Linked DNA regions of Gossypium hirsutum: region 1 is linked to region 2. Evidence: chromatin contacts called from public Hi-C data. All regions are on one chromosome and are shown on one strand. The core of a region is the stretch at or near the end of the contact, and the rest is flanking DNA. Distances in the headings are between cores, read along the strand shown. Region 1 holds the start of LOC107934632 (probable receptor-like protein kinase At1g80640). Region 2 holds the start of LOC107934631.

Region 1 (5,582 bases), core at 727-3,226, 240 kb before region 2:
TTGATTTAGGATACCTACAACGGGTCTTTCGATTGACAAATATGTAAGAATTAATATCAACTTTCAAGATTTATCGTAATTATCAAGATTATCGGAAAAACTCGTAAAAGATTCGAAATCAATTTTGGAAAATTGTCAAGAACGATGTTATTCAAGAATTCTAGGGTTCTTCTTAATTAGAAATAAGAATGCTTACCGATTTTGGCACGTTATAAATGAAATTGACATCGTTACTCTAAATCGACATGAAGAACATATTAAACAAGGTTGATTTCGGGTTCGGGTTTCAAAAATAAAATTTCCATTAAAAGAATATGGAGAATTTTATGAAAAAGAAAAGAGGAAATAAAAGAAAAATATGTATTTAACGAAGAGAAATACTAATTAGGGTTGAAAAAGAAGTAGAAATCCACATGTGATTAGGAAAAATATGAATTAAATAGTTAAGGTTTTCACACTTTAAGGGCTGATTTGGGAAATAAACCATTATACCAAAATTTAAAACAAATGGAAAAGAATTCACATGATTTGAACCTGATGCAAGGGGGAATTATACTAAGGCCTTACCATTTGGAATACTATCCATTCTTAATTATTTTCTACTACATTTATATGTATACTAACTTGATTTTGTTCCTTAATTACTGAAAAAATAAAGGGAAATGGAAAGAGTGAAGCTCAAACCTTGGTTCTCTAGAGAATTTTCTAAGCTCTCTACTACCTAAATTGTTAATTCTAACCTTATAATTTTTGGGGTGTTACATACTTACTTATCTTATTCAACATTTTTTTTTGAAAATTTTATGTTAAGTAAAAAATTAAAATTAAAATTAAAATAATTATTAAATATTGATTTTCAATGGTTTATCAAACATATTTCTTTATCTAATTTTTATTTTTATTAAAAAATTCTATAAAATTATTTTTATTTATAAATTACCAAACGTGTTTAAATATTTAATTTTCAAGTGATTGAAATTTTTTCATCCGGTTATCAAATAATCCTGAACTTTTTATTAAAAAAAAGTATCTATTTTTAATTGTAATTTTCCTTTTGAAATTTAATTATTATTATTTTTTCAAAACACCTTTTGAATGATTGAATATCTATACGCAAGTCCAGTTAGATGAAATAGAAAGAGTCAAAATAGTGTACTAATTTGTTTTGTAACCAAACTGAAAATCTAATTTTTTTTCCCGAATCAAAATTTTATTTAAGAATACTGATAGATAATAAAAACAGTATGTATCGATTGTCCCGTAGGGACCAGATGAACACTACCTAGCTAATAAGGAATGTAGCTGAAATTTTTTTTAAAAAGGTTAAATTCCGCCATTAAGTCCTTATACTTTATAGAATTTGTGAATTTAGTCCCTATATTTTAATTTGATCAATTTGAGTCCTTTTCATTCTTGAATTGATGAATTTTAGTCTCTATACTTTTTGAGTTTTAGAATTTTAGTCTTGACTCAAACAGTAACAATTAAATTCGTTTGGTTAAATTACTAGTCTTTTACTTTGTGTATAGTAGTAGATTTAATTTATATTCTCTAGTTCGATCATTCTAAGTCCCTATACTTTTCAATTTTTAAAATTTTAATCCATTAATTGAATTTTTACTAAGTAATATATGGAAATAATAAGCTGGCATGCCATCACATATATGATAATATGTTTGCAGTATTATATTTTAAAAATAGCAGAACTTAACTGAATGAATTCAATAATTGCTGTTTGGTGATGATTGAAATTTTAAAAGTAACCAAATTAAAATATAGGATCTAAATCCATAACTTTCACAAATACAGGGACTGATAGTAAAATTTAACCGAAAACAAAAAGGAGTGATGTTCCATTTCCCTTTCTTAGCTTACTACCATTATCCACATCCATTTCCAACTGTCCATCCAAAGCAAACTCACATAACTTCATAAATTTTTTCTCTTTTTCATAACTGCCACACATGGATACACTTCACTTTTGTCTATATCCCCCATCTCTGCCCTTTTCTCTCTCTTTAACACACATTCACACAAAAAGTGACAAAATCAATTAGATTATAGGTATTTAATTGAATAAGAAAGATCTCTCCTTTTCTACTTTTTTCTTCTTCCTTTTTCTCTTTTTTTCTTGGTTTGCTTGCAACAATACTGACCACTTTTTGTCTCCATTTTCTTACATTTTCTTTTTCCAAAGAAAGGGTATTTTTTTTCTTAGATTCAAAAGTGAAACAGCAAACATCTTTCTTCTCTTTGTCTTAGTGGAGAGACATGAATCTTCTCTGTCTGTTATTACTTCCCATGTGGCAATGTTTCTTATCTTTGTTATCACTTGTAATTCTTGCTAGAACCACACCTGTCTCCACTGTTTCTTCCTTTTCTTCACAAATGGAAGCTGTTTCCCCAGGTATTTCTTCTTCATTGCTCTAAATGCTTTACCACAATTAGATGCTTTGCATTGGGATTTAGACCATTTGAGATTTTTGGGAAACTAGGGATAAGTGCTAGCTTCATCAAAAACAATATATAATGCTTAACGCTATGTTAATGGTAAAGCAGGAATGGCAGTGATTAAAGTAGTGCACCATCAAGATTTGAACAAGAGAATCCTTGTTACTCTAATTGTTGCTTCCACTCTCCTTTGTGGGATATTGCTCTTTTTGTTATATTTCTGGATTTGTAGACACAAAATCATGAAGAATTCCAATGGGGAAGCCAAACGGAATCTGGGTATCTTTTTGTCTTACTCAATCACCTTTGTGTTTTGGTCTCAAAGTCTTGTCTGTTGATTGCAACTATGTTCTTTGTTTTGGTTTTTTAATATGCAATCTGAAGAACCTACAAAAACACTTTCGTTGAGTCCAATTGTGGATCAGTTTAATTCATTACCAATGGCTAGCAAAAAGGGTTCAGTAGCTGTTATTGAGTATCGGTTATTGGAAGCTGCGACGAACAATTTCCGGGAAAGTAATGTTTTGGGTCAAGGCGGTCGTGGACGTGTTTATAAAGCATGTTTTGATGGGAAATTTCTTGCTGCTGTGAAGAAATTAGATGGTGGAGGACATAATGTTGAAAGAGAATTCGAGGTGATATTTTGTTGCAAAATTGAACTTGATATGAATACAGTCTATTGAGGGTCGGGAGAAGTCTTCCAAGTCAGGCAGCCGACTGAACCAGAGTGGTACCATATCCCTCAACAAGTGACTTATACCCCATAGGTCAGGGGTTCAAACCCCACTACAGTCGAGCAGCTCCCGGCTCTGTGAACCAGGCTCTCAGGACAGCTGCTCATGCCACGCTGACTCTCGGCAGAGCACAAGAGACAAAATCCTCTCCTAGAAGAAAATACTTTAGTTTATTGGAGGACTGGATCGGCTGTCAAGTGAATGACACTTAGAAGACTTCTCCCAAAGGAGCTGATCTCCCCTCGACATAGTCTCTTTCGGATCTAATGTCTTTCCCCAGCCTTTATTCGATATTCATTGAATGTGTGCAGAATGAGGTCGATTGGATGATCAAAATCCAGCATCAGAATATAGTTTCACTATTGGGATATTGTATCCATGGTGAATCAAAGTTACTTGTTTATGAAATGATGCAAAATGGTTCTTTGGAGAGTCAATTACATGGTATAAACTCTGTTTCTTATTTGAAACTAACAATGTGGAAGAAGCTAAAATATATTGTCTTTGATCTAATTTCATCGATTTCGTTTTGGACATTACAGGACCGACTCGAGGATCAGCTTTAACTTGGCAACTACGGATGAAAATCGCAATCGATGTTGCAAGGTGAAACTCTGAGCCAATTATGTTTTAATCTCTAATTTGTTGCTATAACATGGTTCTAAATTTTTTCATTGATCTCTGATAGAGCGTTAGAATATCTTCACGAGCACTGTAATCCACCAGTTATTCATCGAGATATTAAGTCATCTAACATTCTTCTGGACTCCAATTTCAATGCTAAGGTAACATTATGTACGATGCTATCACTAACAAACCTCGTCTTTGCATACCTTTGCATATATGTTAACCAGAATGGTTTCCGTTACTTAGCTGTCGGATTTTGGCCTTACTGTGGTTACTGGATCTCAAAACAAAAACGTAAAGTTGTCAGGAACGTTGGGGTATGTAGCTCCAGAGTACCTCTTAGAAGGTAAGCCAAAGTTCCACATTGTTAACACATAACTAAGTCCAAATGAAATCTGTTCCATTTTCTGGTCCAGAGTACCAATTTTGGTCTCGATTTTTATTTCAATAGTAACAAAGAGTGTTTTCTTCTCAGGCAAATTGACTGATAAAAGTGACGTATATGCTTTCGGAATCGTCCTGCTAGAGCTGCTAGTCGGAAAGAAACCGCTAGAGCAAATGTCACCATCTCGGTGCCAATCGATCGCCACTTGGGTAATTTTCTTTCAACCTAAGATTTACCTCTAGGAGTAATTGTTTTACCGTATGTTGAACTTCATATTATTTGCTATTTTGACAGGCGATGCCCCAACTTACCAACAGATTGGAACTTCCGAATATGGTGGATCCATTAATAAGAGACACAATGGATTTAAAGCACCTATATCAGGTATATCGAAAAGAATACTCGTGTTGTCATATGACCTCGATCTGGTCTTAAAAGTTGATTCATATTGTGTACTGAATAGGTCGCTGCTGTTGCTGTGCTGTGCATACAACCTGAACCGAGTTATCGGCCATTGATAACTGATGTCCTGCATTCTCTCATCCCTCTTGTGCCTATGGAACTCAGAGGTTCGTTAAGAGTTACATAAGCTGTCCTTCCTTCTTCCTCGGCCTCTCTTTCGTGATGATTATACGAACTGCTTCTTTTGGTACAAGATTACAATGTAAAGTGATGTAAAATCAATAATTTCATGTCTCTTTGATACATCTTTCTAATACAGATAGTTAGAACAGAAAAACTCCTTTCATAACTTCAATAAGAAAGTTATGTTCCATTCTCTTCAGCATTGTGATTAACAATTTTATCGCACTGTCAACTGTTAGTGTCGTGGTGTATTTGTTGACACCTAATCTCGGGTTCTAACCTTGAAAACCGCTTTCCCCTATACTCAAAGGTATTAGTAAGTTTATCTTTTGGTCACTCAATATTAAAAAGTTATAAAATATTTATTGAATTATTCAAAAGTTTTCAATTAAGTTACTGGATTGTATGACTTTCTCTGTTCGCATGGCCTGCACCAATCAGTAGCTCTTCTTCTCTTCTATAGTTCATGTTGTTTTCATGAAATAGTTTTGAACGTCATGACCCTAAACCTTAAATCTTAATCTGTGAATCAAAATAAAAACAATTTTCTTATCCGATCTTCGATATTGATCATCATATCGATTTGAATATAAGGTATGTTTTTTTACTCGTCAATAGGTATTGATCTATAGTATTGATGGTCAAATCGTCATTTGAAGCTCGCTAGCCAAACTTTTAAAAGAAACTTAACAGCAAGTGACTTAAATAAAAAAACTTCTGAATAGTTCAACAATCATTTTTTAATTTTTTGAAGTTGAATGACTAAAATGTAAACTTGTTAATAATTTAATAATTTAGTA
Region 2 (5,450 bases), core at 498-2,997:
ACATTTCTCATGATTCTCCTCATAGTAGCCCCTCAACTCACTGTTATTCACAAAAATTCTCATAAAAAACATGTCTACTTCATTCTTTTCTTCTTCTTCTTCATTAAAATCATCATCATCACCATCATCGTTTTCTTCATCACGAACCCTGTTCTTGAAAAACTCTTTGCAACTGTTAAGAACCTTGTTTTGCATTTGCATATTGGCAAACCTGGCTTGGTCTTCAATTGAAACAGGTCTGATCGTGGGGTCTGGTTTAAACTTGGGTTCTGGCCATCCAAGAGAGGAAGGTGATGTTGGTTTCAGAAAGACTGACCAGACCAACCCAGGGTCAGGTTAGGGTTCTGTTTGTTTGACGGCAACCAGTAGATCAGGGTGCAAAGGATGGGTGAGGAGGAAAGAGAATGAGAAGGGGAAGGGGAAGGGGAAGAGGAAGAAGCTTCAGGTAAGTTTACTGGGGAAGAAAACCTTTGGAAAACGTCTTACCAAAATAAAATCGGTAAGACATTTTACTAAAATCAACGCTTCTTTTCCCGTTTTTTGTAAAAGGTTTTACAATGAGAAATTATTTTTAGCCAACCAAACATGGGAAAAGGCTGAAAAGCTTTTTCGTAAAAGCTTTTACCCCTAAACAAACGCAGCCTTAGTTCCTAGTGTTTTCCTCATTTGAGCTCATAAAATGCTCATAAGCCCACTCCACTATGGATATTGTTGGGGTTTTGACAACAGCAAAAGAAGAGAACAAGACAGAGAACAAAGGAGCAAGAAACTTGACATAATTTACATGCTCACAAACCTGCAGCAGGGAAGCAATCTGCTTTACACAACTGATATGCTTTCTCATTCAATATGAAAACAATACACTTATAATCAAAATACATCACCAAATATTCAACTAATCCCACTAATCAACATTGAGACTATCAAAACATTACTTGTACACATGAATAAGCTGACTTATCAGCTCAATCATCACCTAAACCCATCAAAACATCAACAACTAAGTTCATTTTCAATCAAACTAAATTACATTGCAACTAAAATAGAAAATATGTTGCTGCAACATGCACAATTACTGCGGCATGTATACAAGCTGTATGCACTCAACAAAATCATCATATTGGCATGCATTTTAACAAAAACATAACAGCAACATGGTTGGCCATTTTTAACAGATATAAATGTCTCAATGACAGCAGACGAGTATTGATCTCCAGGCATGTCATTTTTTAGGATTATGTGTTTCCTTTTGAAGAGCCTTCACAAATTCCAATTTAACTAGGCATGGTCAGTTTTGGTTTCAGTCTCTACAAGTTTTTCCTTCGATTAAGCACTCATTTGAGGTATCTTCAAGTCAACGCAGCTCTCCTTCAGAGACATAAGATTCAATATTACCTTCCACTGGTAATGCTCATTATTTTAGTTCTCTTGTGGACTAATTTTTTCTCCTAACAGATCCGATACAATATCAGTTGTTCCTACCATGCCTTCCGAGACTCCCCATGAAGCAATTCAAGAGCCTTGCTGAGTATTAATTAACACTCACTCCATTATCACAAGAAACAGGAAGGAGAGTTCAAACATAACATTTATTTGACTACTAATGATCAAGCAATCCTGCATAGAAGGAGGCTGTTATGGTTGAATATAATGCCCTTATTGCTAAAGAACTCGGTCACTTGTAACTTTTCCTCCTGGAAAGAAAGCAATAGGGTGTAGGTGGTTGTTCAAAGTAAAAATGCAAGGTTGGTTGGCAAAGGGCATGCTCAAGTTTAAAGTTAAGATTTTCTTGAGACTTACAGTCATGTTATTAAATCTTCTACTTTTAACGTATTGATTACTTTAGCCTTAACTAACCATAGATTTTTTCTTTTATTGAAATCTAGATTAGTGGAGAAATTTTAGATAAAGTAATTGGAAATATGGGCTTTGGTTGTTCTCATCGTGTTGAACTTAGAGGTTAATTATTTTGAAGGGTTTTGGGTGGCATGGAAAAATTCAATCTCTTAGGAGGTGATTAAAACCAAAATTCAAACATGTAGCAATCTTCTTTCTTAAAATTCAAACATGTAGCAATCTTCTTTCTTATTGTTGTTTATGGGAGTCCCTATAGATTGAGAGGAGACTGATGTGGGAGTGTCTCCATCTGATAACAGAGAATATGTCTGACCCATGATTGATTGCAAAGGATTTAAATTTTATTCTAAATAGCTTGGAAATGAAATGTGGAGTTGATAAATTTAATATTGGTCATACTTTATATTAAGATTTCTTATTTCAGCATAATTTGCAAGACATGGAGTTTGTTAGTCCAATGTTTGCATGGAACAAAGGTAATTTGGTAGACAGATTAGATTGGGTTGTGTATAATGTTCTATGGGATGAGTTGTTTCCGAATTAAGTAGTCCATCATTTACACAAGCTTAAATCTTATCTTAGACCTTTCTCTGTTAATATAGAGAGGTAAGATCAGAATTGCTTAATAGCTCTTTTCAATTGTTTTTGTTTAGGTTTCTTTCTCATCTACTACAACAAATTTATGTATTAGTGGCATAGGAAATAGTCACTGATAATTACATTTATGTCTTTATTTGTATTTAGTGACACAAAATTCATTGTCACACTAAAGGTTAAAAGTGATGATTTATCACTATTTGTCATATTGTTGAAAGTATGGTGACGATAATGTATACTGCCACCTTGTAATTAGTATTTGTGACAACAAACTATGTCATCATATTATATAATATTTATCACTGACCATTGGTATCATTACCAATAATGAATAACATTCAATGCATAAGTGACGGGATTGTCACGATATTAATGACATTATATTTTGTCACAATATAATGTCATTAATGACAATAATGTAAAATGTCACCTTTTAATAAGTATTTGGTGAGAGATAATTTTGTCACCAAATTATACACTAATTTGTCATTTGATTTGTCATCAGTAAGGAAATAATATTCAACTTATAGTGACAAAATAAACTTAGTCACATAATTAATGACGGAACGTATCGTCATCTAATATGCTAAAATTGTGTCATTAAAATTTTATTTCATGTTAATTTAAAACCATCAAATTGAGCCAACTGAATCTTAGCTCGATTGACATGGCCATTGTTGCCAATGCAGGAAGACGTAGGTTCGAGTGCATTAAAGCCCATTATCCTTCTATTTATGGATTGGGGAGGGGCCAAGCATTGTGTCAAAAAGAATAGATATGATTAAAACCTATAATGGGAATATTTAAAAAAAAACTTCAATTTAATATGACATTATTATCATCACCTAAATTGAAACAATAAAAATTTATCAACTTAGAAGTATAATAATCAAAATCAAAGTTCTATGAATTAGATGAACTTAGAGCATCCTAAATTTTACTTTCAAAAATTTCAACTGTATTATATTTTTACAAGTTGGACCGGCTTCCTATCACCTTTTCTGACTAGCCCAATTTATTGAAAACTCTCATTCCCTTGATTACTTTTCAAAAACAACTTGGTTGCTACCAAGAATTCAATAAATGGAAATCCAGTACTAAACACCAAAGAAATTTTCTTCCTCTATGGTCATGTCAGGTAAATAGCAATAAGAAAAGGCTAAAAATGGAAAATTATGGATATATGCTAAATTTTAAACAAAATTAGGGATTTAGGCAATTTTTGTAAAAAAATAGAGAAATATGCCAGTTTGGGAGAAAGAAGGCAAAAACACACCGTGTAAGAAGCGTTTTCAGGTGACGTAACATAGGGCAAGGCAAAAATGCATCCTGTAGGATGCGCCTTCAAGTGACATGGAGAAGAGGGTGAAAACGTGTCCTACAGGGTGCCTTTTTGCCCTATCTCGTGCCATTTTAATTCTGAAAGCTCAATAATCCTAAGATAAAATTTCTGAAACCTGAGAATCCTAGGATAAAATTTACTTCTCATCTTTCCGTGGCACAATTGGAATGTTTAGAAAATTTTTAGAAAAATGAATCTTGTTAGAAGCGCTTTTTTTACTTATCATGTCCAATCTTTTCCAACATTTTGAAATTATGTTTTATATTCGATATTAAAGTTTCCTATAAAATGAAGATTGATGTGGAGAGGTTTTTATAGTTAAATTTCGAGTTGAAGATTTGTATAAGGAGAAGATTGTTGATGTTAAACATTTAAAGTTTAAAAATCAACCCAACAAAGTAAATTAGTTCAAGTAACTGTCGTTGTTTGAATTTAGTTAATGAGTACTTATTTTTCTATATAATGTTTTCATTTTAAACATGTGAAACATGGGTTTTTTACAAAGATGAGTAAATGAATTAAAGCCGTTACTTATTACAATGGTCAAATTTGTGAAACTGACATTGGGGTTGTTTTTGTAATATCCCAATCTACAGAACTGGCTTTCAACTGAAGCATAAAATTGAATAAGCTCTGGTCAAGAATTAAAAGGAAAGTCTCGACTTCAAGCTGGAGGTGAATTTCGAGCTTGAAATATAAATATCTAATGTCAATGAACCCTGTTAGATATGATACATTTGAGATCAAAGGTAACATAGATGTCGAGGCAATGCTCAATATGCATTACTCTAGTGAAAATGCTATACTAGAGTTATATGTCTAGTTTGTCGATATCCAGGAAGGTGGTCCGAGCTCGACAACAGATTTAATAAATTTGTTTTGGGAACAGGAAAAAGAAAGTCCAACCACATAGTTGTACAGTGGTTTCACAGCATTGTTACAAATCTCGTATCAGGAAATTTCGAAATCATCAATGGGAAAGCATTCATTGGGTTCAACCCTCGATTTCAACTTTGGCGTACAATCAGGATTAGTTCTTAACCTGAACTTGGAGACCTCGGCATGACATTCTGTGAGCACTTTTGATTTCAACTTCAGAATGTCAATGTTCTATGTTGGAAACACTTATTCGAGTATGCCATCAAGTTACATTGGTGGGCAGTCCACAAGTAATATTGGTTTTAACATAGGGTTTACGAGAATGGATGATGTACTCCTTACAACCTGCACCGACGAAGGGACATCCTTGGACATGCAATTGGGGTTGAAAATGAAGAGGAATCTAGAACTGATGATGATCCAATTCGGGAATCTAGGCCAAATGGTTCGAAAAATTGCATTGTTTTTTGAACCAGAGGTTGTTCTTACTGAACCAGTGAGGAGTGGTTTTGATAGTGAAAGGTCCAGACAATGCTAGAGGCGTTGATCCAGATTTTACAACATATGAACCTCCACCCAGCATGCTTAATGTGGACCTTAATGCTGAAGAAAAAAAGGAAAATGGAGAAAAAAATGAATAAATAAATAAAAGGAAAACACGCAAAAAAATTAAGTAGATTTCTGACTATGCAATATGTTAAAAGAAAACGGAAAAATTAATGACAGTGACCAGTTCATAATTTTTTTATTTAGAGTGAGTAAATTGAGAAAAAAT

What was found. A called contact is a pair of places that touch in the nucleus more often than the background predicts.
Region 1: a contact with region 2 is called in a Hi-C map of leaf, with 2.2 times the contacts expected there. The contact joins the promoter of LOC107934632 here to the promoter of LOC107934631 in region 2. A contact is called at or near these places in 10 of 34 Hi-C or Micro-C datasets (anther, callus, hypocotyl and 1 more).

What each region holds. Positions count from the first base shown.
Region 1 is chrA06:125,475,064-125,480,645 of Gossypium_hirsutum_v2.1, reverse strand. LOC107934632 (probable receptor-like protein kinase At1g80640) reads left to right here and starts at 1,976. Exons shown (of 10, transcript XM_016867106.2): 1 at 1,976-2,407; 2 at 2,560-2,730; 3 at 2,836-3,086; 4 at 3,497-3,629; 5 at 3,728-3,791; 6 at 3,874-3,970; 7 at 4,059-4,158; 8 at 4,288-4,406; 9 at 4,492-4,581; 10 at 4,661-4,981. The coding sequence starts at 2,272. The coding sequence ends at 4,786.
Region 2 is chrA06:125,231,389-125,236,838 of Gossypium_hirsutum_v2.1, reverse strand. LOC107934631 reads right to left here and starts at 1,747. Exons shown (of 5, transcript XR_005928941.1): 1 at 1-1,747.